2 separate regions of the Muntiacus reevesi genome follow, and region 1 is linked to region 2. Evidence: chromatin contacts called from public Hi-C data. All regions are on one chromosome and are shown on one strand. The core of a region is the stretch at or near the end of the contact, and the rest is flanking DNA. Distances in the headings are between cores, read along the strand shown. Region 1 holds the start of FGFR1OP2 (FGFR1 oncogene partner 2). Region 2 holds the start of STK38L (serine/threonine kinase 38 like).

What was found. Hi-C and Micro-C count contacts between places; a contact is called where the count stands out from the background.
Region 1: a Hi-C map of blood shows a contact between it and region 2, with 1.8 times the contacts expected there. The contact joins the promoter of FGFR1OP2 here to the promoter of STK38L in region 2. A contact is called at or near these places in 2 of 3 Hi-C or Micro-C datasets (blood and muscle).

The regions. Positions count from the first base shown.
Region 1 is chr1:28,255,426-28,260,843 of mMunRee1.1, reverse strand. FGFR1OP2 (FGFR1 oncogene partner 2) reads left to right here and starts at 1,666. Exons shown (of 7, transcript XM_065940012.1): 1 at 1,666-1,935. It overlaps INTS13 (integrator complex subunit 13), which reads right to left and starts at 1,502. Exons shown (of 17, transcript XM_065940010.1): 1 at 973-1,502.
Region 2 is chr1:28,054,688-28,060,419 of mMunRee1.1, reverse strand. It overlaps STK38L (serine/threonine kinase 38 like), which reads left to right and starts at 1,382. Exons shown (of 15, transcript XM_065940008.1): 1 at 1,382-1,480.

The DNA.
Region 1 (5,418 bases), core at 417-2,916, 200 kb before region 2:
AAATATATTAGTCAAACATCTTATATATAACATTGAATCGCGTAAATTATTTCTAATGACTGTCTCTTTTCCTCAAGAAGATTTGGTAGGGAACATTAATAATCAGTATTCAATGAAATTTATCCAACAAAGGACAAGATTTAATGAGGTCATGACAAGAAAGTAACTATCAATTCAAGGGATGAGCTACTCCATATTAACCTGTCATTCTACCGGAAGCAGGCAACGTTGCAATCCATGCACACATTTTTGCTCTGGAATGCACTTAAACTTGTCAGAAGAAAATATTTTTACAAATAATTGAATTGTTTCTCTTACACAATATCAAACATAATAAACGACAAGTACTCTTCAAATACATTTTTGATGATCACTGTTAATTGACATCAATTACATATAAACCCCTAAACTTAAGTCAGTCAGTATTTTGGGGATTCCCTCCAAAAAAATCTCAAGACTTCTGAAGAAGCGTAGGGGGGCAGAAAGAATGAACTGGAAAGAGGAGTGACAACAAAGGGAAGTCCAAAACATAACAAACATCTCCTAAGATAATTGCATATCTGGTCTTCGCATTAGGATACGGACCTCAAATTCACGTTCTCCCCCTTAGCTTATGAAACACCACGGTGAATTTATCATGTAGAACAGAAAAACTTAGGTGCTACCATCACGCTGGTGAGGAGGAGGAACTTCAAGAACTTTTTCTTATAGCAACTCCCTTGCTTCGCTAAGAAAATCTTATACTGAATAGACAAGCCACATTCGAAAAGCACATGGTAAACAGAGCAAAAGTGCTCATCAAAACGAACTGACTTTTTACAATCTACCTATTTTCCTCTACTGCTTTCAAACGCATTTCCCCTTCATGCAAAAGTCTTCTTTGCGAAACCTGGACACACTCTGCTGGAAGGTGGGGGGTAGAAAGTACAAGGTGAGTGGATAGGGAAGACCTCACGATCGAGGTTCGCTTACTTTCGTGCCTGGTCCTGCAGTGAAAACGAACAGAGGCTATGGACCACAGCCTCTCTGGAAAAGGCTGCTGGCTGGGTGGGGAGGGTCAGCGCACAGTCAGGAGTGACTGGTACCAAAGACAGGGGACTATGCTTTCCCCGCTCATCTCTTAGCACACCGGTCCTTCCCAGCCTTCCTAAAGGCAGGAGCGCGCGCGCGCCTGCGCGTGAACACAAACACTCACACACTCGGACTGGCGCGTGCGCAAAACACTCTTCGACAGCCCCGCTAAGCTGCCCTTCCCCCTCGGCGGGCCAGACGCCCAGGTCTCTAACAGGAAGAGGGCGGAGCCAAGGAAAAAAAATGCCTCCGACCCTTAAGATTTTCTACCCGCTAATTTTCCCAGTCACCCATTGGGAAGACTGATCCCGTCGACCTGAGAGCCTCCCCAACAGCGTAGTACCAACCACAGCACCGGCTAAACCAGCCACGGCCCCCTAAGCGCAAGGGCCTCCCACTAGATCCCCCTGCTCCGTCTCTCCACCCAGCCCGTTTCCCCTAGCAAAACTCGCGAGACTTTGAGAGAGCCCGAGCAAAAGCCCAAGTGCGGACTAGTGGGGCGGGACGTAAAGTGGCCCGCCCCTACTACTTGCGCATGTCAGCTAGAGGCCTCAAATAAATCGCGGAGGTCTGCCCCCCCCCCAACCCCCGCCTTTACGCGATGAAGGAAGTCTCGCGAGGTTAAAGCGCTTTGAGAGCGCTGGTCGGAGGCGGTCGCCCGGGGTTTTCTCCTTGCCAGTGATGGGGCTGAGCACCTGGAACCCCGGAGCCAGCCCTGCATTGCCTGTTCTGGGTTCTGCGTCTGCTCGCTGAGAAAGCTGGACAGGCGGGAGGAGTCTCTTCCCTTGGGTGCAGAGGTCCCCGTTGGCAGAGGCTTTGAGTCCTAACCGCCACAGCTGACGGCTGCGAGGGATTGAGACCAGAGTAAGTGAAATCTCAATCCAGGGAGACGAGCGGGCGTAGCGAGGCGTAGGCTTGCTTTCCCCTTTTGCACCACCTCTTGAACCACCGGCTGCCGGTTCCTAGGCGCGGCACTTCCTATTCTCAGCTCTGAGCACCTCTTTCCGGATCTCAGGTGCAGAAAGTTCGATGAAAAGCCTTGGCCCTGACCCGTGGGGACACACCTCTGTTCTCGGTTTTCTTCCTGCCTAGCCCACCTGGCAGCTCACCGTTGGCGGGGCGGGGTGGGGGTGGTCGGCAGGGATGGAAGAGGGTTCCTTTTCAGGTTTCAATTTACCTCTTTGCGTAAGAACCATTCCCTTTCTTGAAACCACCCTTCAAGAAATATGACTCTTTTCCTAGTTCTCTTCGCGGATAACCAACTGTCTTTAAACTGCCTTCTGAAGAATCCTACCTTTTTCTTGGTTTTCATCTTACCTTTCTTCTGTATCCGATCTCAGATAATAGTACTGGTTGTCCATCCAGTTGTCCGCACTAGAAACCCAAGGCTCATCCTTGACTGTATTTCCGCTTGTATTGCACTGTGCTATTTCTTCTTTCAAAACCAGATGATTTCCCCACCATCCTCCTCCCCTGGTTACCATTCTGAAATACAAATCTGTTTATGTCAATCCTTTCTTGAAACTTTTTCAATAACCTTACCGCTGACAGAATTAAGTCCTATTTGTTAAGCGTATCACATAGAGCTTTTTACTGTCTGTCCCAATCCATTTTTACCTTTTCTGTTTTATATTGCCAGTACCACAATATTCGTTCACGCCAGACTGCTGTTTGTCCAAACACGCCAAGCACTTTTACAGTGCCTTTGTATGTGCTGTACCATCTGTCTTGAATGCTTCCTCTTCCTTTTTATAAAACCACCTCTAAAAATGTAATTCATAGACCATTGTCTTCTCAGGCTCCCCCAGATGATACTGATAGTACCACTGTTCTCCCAAAGCACTTGAAACAGTATTTCTACAGAACTTTTTAGATTGTATAACATTGTTTATTCAAGTATCTTGTCTCCTGCCAATTTGAGCTTGAGTCTGGAAATCACATCTTATTCATCTTTGTAGCAAAAGTTGATTCATTGCTTGGCACATAGCAGGCATTATTTGTATTAATGTAAACATGTGTATACTTATTTGTAATGTGTGCGTTTGCATGCTTAGTTGTTCAGTTGTGTCCGACTCTTAGTCCTCCCGTGGACATAGCCCCCCAGTCTCCTCTGTTTCTGAAATTTTCCAGGCAAGAATACTGGAGCAGATTGCCATTTCCTACTCTAGGGGAATCTTCCTGACCGAGGGATTGAACCCAAGTCTCCTGCATTGGCAGGTGTATTCTTTAACCACTGAGCCACCTGGGAAGCCCCATTTATAATATAATAGTTCTGAAGTTTCATCATAGAAGTAGGAGTCCTTAGCATTCTCAAAAAATATAGAATTTTAGAGCCAGAGGGACCTTCTATATTAGTTTTAAAAACGCTGACCAGTTTTGAGTATGAGGAATACTGTACCACTAATACACAAGTAATTGTATTTTTAATATCTGTTAGTTGAGATTGTGCATCATGGCACAAAACTATTATGCTTTTACATGATTTTGTATTTTATTATTAGCAGTCTCTATTAAAAATGGTGGGATATATAGGTAGGAGAGAAATATTTAGACTACAGACCATGCTTAATGCATGTACATCTGTGCCACCCTTCCAATGATTCCTTGCCCATAGGTTAGAAATAACTGGTTTAGGTTAGATTAGTTTCTTCTTAAATTGTCATACTTGTTTGAACATACATGTATATGAACTTACATTTAGTCACAATTCCAAGGAAACATGTAATTAAAAAAAAATAAAACTTCACCTGTGTCCTTGCTTTCAAATTCTGTTTCTTCTAACTTTAAAAATTCATTTTCTTCCAAAAGCTGCTTCATAAAACTCTAAATGTGTTCATTCCATTATTTTCAAGGACAGAAATTTTTGTGCTTTCAAATACAGTGATATGTGTGTGTAAGGTGCTTTTTAAAAGTACGTAATTTGTAATTTACATGTTTTCTTTCTTGATCTCTGTAAATTTCTGAGAAAATCATACTATGCCTTTCATTTTTGTACCTCCATGGGTGTCAGTTAATATTTTCTCCAAAGTAACTTTAGAGGCACCTGCCCAAACAATAAAAATTTTTAACCAAACTAGGTTGTTGACATTTATAGACATATCTGTGGTATGTCAGTGATCACAGTATTTCTCTGTGGTTCCAGCTATAGGATAATGGATTTGTGGATAAAGGAGAAAGAAGAGTGATTTTAATTTCTTTAAATTTTTCTTAACCAAAGTCTCAAAGTAAACAGCTGGCAGTTTCTTTCCTGGGTGGGTGGTGGTTTCTCTTTTATCAGCAGCAGAATGTTCTGAACGCTCTGCCAGGAGTCTGACTGCAAATGTCTTTGGTTGGTAGAGTGGGCGAGAATGTGCTGAACATGGTGGGGTGGAGGGGAGTAGGACCAGGAACTGCTTTAAAAAAATTTTACCTGTAATCTGAACCTACCTGTAGAAGATAATGTAAGTAAGTACACTAGTTAAGTATGACTAGTTAAGACACACACTTAAAAATAGATAAATTGAAAATATCTTTTTTTTAATTGGAGTTTTTTTTTTTTTTTAATTTAAAACTTGTTGGAGAATGGGAAAACAAATCTTCCTCCCACTGCAGTTACCAATGAAAAGGGAGGGCTGTGAGAGGGAGAAAAGCACAGTGGTTTCCAAAACTGGCAAAGTAAATGCATGTTATGAAATATTTTAAACTTTTGTATGGTTTCACATACAGGAAATAAACATGCAGATTCTTAGAAATTTTATGTCACTGTTTATCTAAAATGCTAATAAAAGTATGCTTTTAATTACCTGCTTTTTATAATTCCTTACCCAGAATAGAAATGGGCTTTCCTGGTGACTCAGCTGGTAAAAAAATCTGCCTGCAATGCAGGAGACCTAGGTTCGATCCCTGGGTTGGGAAGATCCCCTGGAGAAGGGAATGGCCACCACCTCCAGTATTCTTGCCTGGAGAAACCCATGAACAGAGGAGCCTGGCAGGCTGCAGTCCATGGGGTCACAAAGAGTCAGACACGACTGAGCAGCTAACACTTTCCCTGAATAAATAAGTTTTTATAGTTACAAAACAGATTTTAAATGTAGTTCATTTTGATAGGAGTATTTCATTATGCAATCTAGAGAGTTTTTTTTTTTTTAAAGTGGATGTTAATTATAGTTTCAAAAAGCCTAATTGGTCTTGTTAAAAAACAAAATTCAACTGAGTGAACTTTAAAAATCTTTTTGGCTTTGTTCAACAATTCATGAATCAGGCAGCACCCCATCTAGCAGAAAGGAGTTCCAAGGAGCTGTACAAAATGAGACACTTTTATAGGAAAAGGAACAAGGAAGTTATACTAGCAAAAAGCAGGTTGGATGT
Region 2 (5,732 bases), core at 133-2,632:
CTCATGTTATCTTAGTCTGATACCCTAGACTAGTTCATAACTCTTAGTGCCATGAAAATAACATGGCACATTTGAAAACATAAGTTTGCTAGAGCATACTCCATAAACTGCTTTCAGTCCTACCCACCTGAATTAATATGTGTGTGGTGGAGGGAGAGAAGTGTACAGCCCTCTGTTAAGTGTGTTTGATCACAGTTAAACTTCTAATGCTTGCATATGGCAACTGTCATTTGAGCCTCAAAATCACCATATGATATAGAAGAAAATGATTTCTCCAAGAACACAGTAATTACCAGATCACATAGTGCTTTTTCCAACAATCAAGCTATGTATGAGAGAGAAGAGAGTGTTAAAAAAAAAAGAGAGAAGTGATGTTAAGATTCTTTCCTAAGTTCTTCCTATGTGTCACCTGCTCTGGGCAAAACTAAAGATAATGGTCGTCATCTCTGAATTACATTTTCCACAAGCACAGCACTAGCTTTGTATATTGTCTTAACAGTCTAAAGTAAATTCTTTTTTTTATAAAATCTCCAATATTCAGATAGAACATAATTTGTCAATGATAATTGGGGACAATTCTCTTATTTGATTTGCTCAATAAAAACTCAAATGCATCACCTTCCCAAAGCCATCCTTTCTGAGTCATAGTACAGGTGATTTTCCTCATAGTTCTCTGATCCTAAACAAGCAGCAGCCCAGTAACGTCAGTTATTTTAGATTTTTCAAGATGATGCAAGCAAATTTTTCATGAATGCTGCAGGGTTTTTTGTTTGTGTTTCTGTAGCTTTTCCAAATGTGAATCCCTCTCAAGTCTCTACAGTCGAGTCAGGATGGAAAAGGAAAAGGGTCAAGGAACACTGACCTACTAACTAGTTAGGCAACATGATCAGCCAATCCATTTTTGTTAACCATTTTCCTACTCTGCAAAAGGTTCCAAAAAAATAACTGAAATGATCTCTGAGCTCCCTTTTATCTTTAACACTCACTTTGCATTGTGAAGCATCAAGAAAAACTCTGGCGACATGTAGGACACGTGACCAATGTGGCAACACCCAGGGTCACTCAAGAGTGGCCTGAACTAGCTTTCAGCAGAGAGGAGGGAACTGAGGTGAGGCTGATGAGGAAGGGAGGCGGTCACTCTTCGAACAACTCCTTCAGGGCCAGTCAGGAATTCACCGGGTGCAGGTGGGTGGGGCGCGTGTGTGTGTGTGGGGGGGGGGGGTGCCTGTGTTGACGACAGAAGGCTACTTCCGGATGTGGTGCGTATGACGTCAGGGACCGGCCGAGCCTCCTAGAAACAGAGGAGGGAGGGCTCGCGAGAGTTCAGGGAGGCCGCCCCGAGATTCCGGCGCGGCGGCGGCGGCGGGTCCCACCTCCCGGGGGCGGGGCGAGGGCGGAGCGGGCAGAGGGAGCAGACGGTCGCCGGGCCGGCTGCGGTCCGTGCGGAGGCTGAGCCGGCCGCGGGCGCGACCGGAGGCAGGTGAGTGCGCTGATGCGGCGCTCCTTCGCGGAGGAGGCTAGGGGTCCGACTCGCCGCTCCGGCTCCAACTCTGAGAGCCGGATCAGGAGAAGATCTCATGTGTCTTAGGGTGTCCAGGGAAAGCCGGGCTGATTTCGAGGCTGGAAATATCTCCGGTGAAGCTCCGGTGACGGCCTTGGCCCTCTTGTTTCTTGGGGTGATACTGGCCCCGGGTGTCCGGAGGGGTGGCCTGGGGCCCGGGGAGGAATCTTTGTCCTCCTTGGCTCCTCTGGCCTCTCCCCTCCGCGGCCCCCGAGCCTCGGGCTCCCTGTCCCTGCCTGGGCTTCATAAACAATAACAAATGTCGCGGACCTTCCCCTGTATCCCCTGCTCTCCCGTCCCGTGCCCTCCAGCCGATGCCAGCGAGGGGAAGGATTTGGGGCATGGCTCTTAGATTGTGGGGGCTGTTTGTGTACCATTCCTAAAAACTGATGCGTCAGATTGCTAAACATTTCTCAAATAGACACAGTAAAAGCCGCCCAGCTCCCAGAAGCCAAGGAGTGTATAAAGCCGGTCTCTCAAAATCGGACCCTACCGCTGGAATCCTAGACCCTTCTTTTCGCCATCATTTTCTCCCACTCCCTTTTTTCCCATCTTTACTACGGGAGGACGAACGAGTGGTTGTTTGGCATGGGTAAAAATAGAGAAGGTTGTGTCCGATGGAGGAAGGAAACATTTCACCCTCAAAAGTTGCCAGGTAGAGAGCAGAAGAACTAACTTTATTTTCAAAATCAGTGGCCTCCCGTTTACTGATACTACTTCTGTTTTATGGGACCGCTTTTCAGATTGTGAATTTGGAGGAAAGACATTAAAAGAAATGGGGAGGGGGGCGGGGAGACCTGGTGGTGCAGGGAGTAGGGGCTGGTCCAGAAAGCATGATGCTGGTGTTCCTCACTTGAGAAAATGCAAAGGCACCGCTCCTGTCTATTTCACGCAACTTGCGATAAGTTTTGATAGAAGCCAATTGCTTGGAAAAGGTGGCCTGAGTATTAGCTTTAATACTACTAAAATCTGAGGAAACAGCTGTAAGTGTTTCACTTATGCCTCCTAGCTGTAAGCCGGGAGTGAGACTTGGTTTTTCAGGGGCTGTGAGTAGGGGACGGGGTTAGGCCTTATACTTGTTAAGTCTCCTTACTTTAAGGCAGGGTTTATTGTTGTTTAAGCCCAGTTTTGCTTCCTGAGGGAAGGTTTTTGAAAGTTCTTTGTCTAGGTCATAAATGTATATAAGATACTGGAAGCCTCTTTGTGTTTGGTTTTTCTTTGTATGCCTCAGGATATATAAAGCAATTAAGTTTATTGTACTGTCTATCCAGTGGCTGAGAGGTGTTGTATGTGAATTGACCATTCTTCTCACTATGTGAGGGGAGAGAAATTCGTCCAAAATAGGATGTTAAATTATGATGACATTTGTTCATTGCATAGAAACATCAAAGTACCTTTCTGTAAAAGATTCTGATCTCAGAGGAAGTATAATGTTAAAAAAACTTTTTTTTTTTTAAAATTTGGTTTGATATGGCTTAGCGTTTGTGGTGTTCTCCTTTTTAAGATGGCTAATGACATTCCCCATTTACTTGGGATATGTTTAGAATGAGAAACAAATTGGGTGTTGTCTTTGTAATCCTTTGAAAGCCCCTGCCACTGGAGAATGAAAAAAAAAATTAGACTTAGAAAAACCACATTAAATGAGTGCAATTCTTCTTTAGTCTTTTGTTTTTGAGTTTCTTTTTAAATAAATCATAGAGTGGAGACCAGAAATACTTGTGCAAATAAGGTGTCCTCGGCAGTTTTCATGCTGAAAAAATTAATTTCTAAAGGTAACACACTATAAAAACAAAGGAAGAATCGTAGTTTGTAGAAAGGGATAATAAATGAATTCAGCCATTTGTTCTCAGAAAAGTTATGTCCTCTCAAAGTTAGGGCTGCAGCATCATGTTAGCGAAGTTGGATAACACTTTATAAAGTGTTTTCCCAGTGATCTGGGATAAGTTGGAGGCTCTTTTGCATGTGTGTGGCACTTTTTTGAGAGACGGAAAAGGGCACAAATCAAAGCCAGAAAGTTTTGCATCTCAATGTAATGTGAAAATGATTTTATTTTACATAAACAGTGGAGGGTGAATCAGGCAAGCATATTGTCATCTAGCAACCCCAAGATTACATTAAAATTAGCAGATGGGTAAGTTATGATTAGGTTGACTTGACATATGTGGAAATTATGCTACTGTATATTTATATTAAAAACACCATAGACTTTTTTTTAACCATAGACTTTTTGAATGAAATAATAAGAGAGCTTTTAAAGCATAAGAAATCTTAAAAATTAATTTAAAAAGATAACCTTGGTCAGTAGTTAAAAGATAATTAAGTGAATCCTTCTTCCCCACCCCCCAAATTTTTGTTTAAGTGTTAAGAGAGTGTTTACCCAGATAGGTCCGGTACTGATGTGTGCTGATTACCGAAAGCTCCTTTCTCCAGGTACCTGTTTTCTAGTTGATAGACACAGTATTATTGTTCAGAACCTTTAGAGAGAGGGAACCGAAGGGCAACAGTGGGTAGCATTTGCAGCCCTGTGCACTCAGATGAACTGTGGTCTTTTGTCTTCAACCTGATGGGAAGAAGATATTCCCAAATAACTATAATACACAGTCCATTTTGTGGGGAAGCCAAGGAGGAAGGGGTTAAATTCTACTAGACCAATTAAAGAAGGCTTTCATCAGGGAAAGGCATTTGTGTAGATGATTGAGATGATCTAGTCATATGATGATCATCATAAGCAAACACTTTATATAATGCTGCTTGCTCCTAAACTGTTATGGTGCTGATCTACCTCAGTTTAATCCTTACAGCAACTGTGTGGAGTGGGTGTTTTTATTCCCATTTTGCAGACACAGTAATTGAGGTATCTAGAAAATGGTAAAGCAGGGGTTCCCACCCAAGAATTCTGACTTGTATCCCTATGCTTAACCAATCTCCTTGATTTTTCTCCCACTTTTGATGATGTTGGTTTGGGAAAATGCATTCACCTGACACCTAAATTTAGGGATCCGTTTTCTAGAAAGAGCTCCAAAATGGTGAAAACCCAGGTAAATAGGTTATTTTTGGCATGTTAGATACTAACTCCGTTTTTAGAAATTGCTCTTGGTGCACATTAAGTGTAATCCTTGAGTGGGGTTTTGATAAATTTGATTCATTACCTAGTAGCAGGACCCACAAGGGTTTACAAGGGAGAAGCTGTAACTATGTTAATTCCTTTGCCTAGTGGAATGTTTGAATCATTGTATGTTTTGGCTTGTAATTTTTTAAAACCACTTGGCACTGGGTATTTTTTGGATTGAATTGGGAAGTTGGAATTTAGTTAATTATTGAACGTCAGTCTCAGCAGCCCTTTTGATTTTTTATTTTCACAACAGCTAAATTTATAATCAGTGAATCTGAATAGTGTTGAACACTTGAATCAGTGTTTTGAATAGTGTTGTACAGGTATAAAATGAGAGAAGTTCAGTCACTGATACTTTTATGTTAGGGCAACTTTGAAAGCTCTTTGGGGTTGTGAAATAAAAGGTACTCTAGAATTGCACTGGGCCCGGTACAAGCCTACTGTGTAAATGCTGCTTTGTTGAATGAATGGTCCAACTGATTTTATTTATGAAGTTTCAGGAGTGATTTGCACTTGTTGGTTAGGTATTGAAGTCACTTTAAACTGGATTTAAAGATAAGGGGAAAAAATTATGGTTAGACCATACTAACCATATGGATACTTAGCTGTCCTTTCCTCCCTGCAAGATGCAGGCCTTTGTCAGAGCCCTTATCAGCTGTACTTGTAGTATTAAGTAGAGCTCTAGGGGCACAGTTTTTATTAATGAATATAAGTATCCTCTCCTTGTGTGAGTGTGGTAGATTGTAGAAAACCTTGACAAGCTTAAAACCTAATGGGAAAATATGGGGAAAGAAAAAAATTGGCAGAACAAAATCCAGGATTTAGAGCTCAATGTATTTATATTATTACAGTAAGACACAAATTGCAAAACAGATTTTATTTATTTATTTTTTATTGTAGTGGGGTTTTTGTCATACATTGACATGAATCAGCCATGGATTTACATGTATTCCCCATCCCGATCCCCCCTCCCACCTCCCTCTCCACCCGATTCCTCTGGGTCCTCCCAGTGCACCAGGCCCGAGCACTTGTCTCATGCATCCAGCCTGGGCCGGTGAT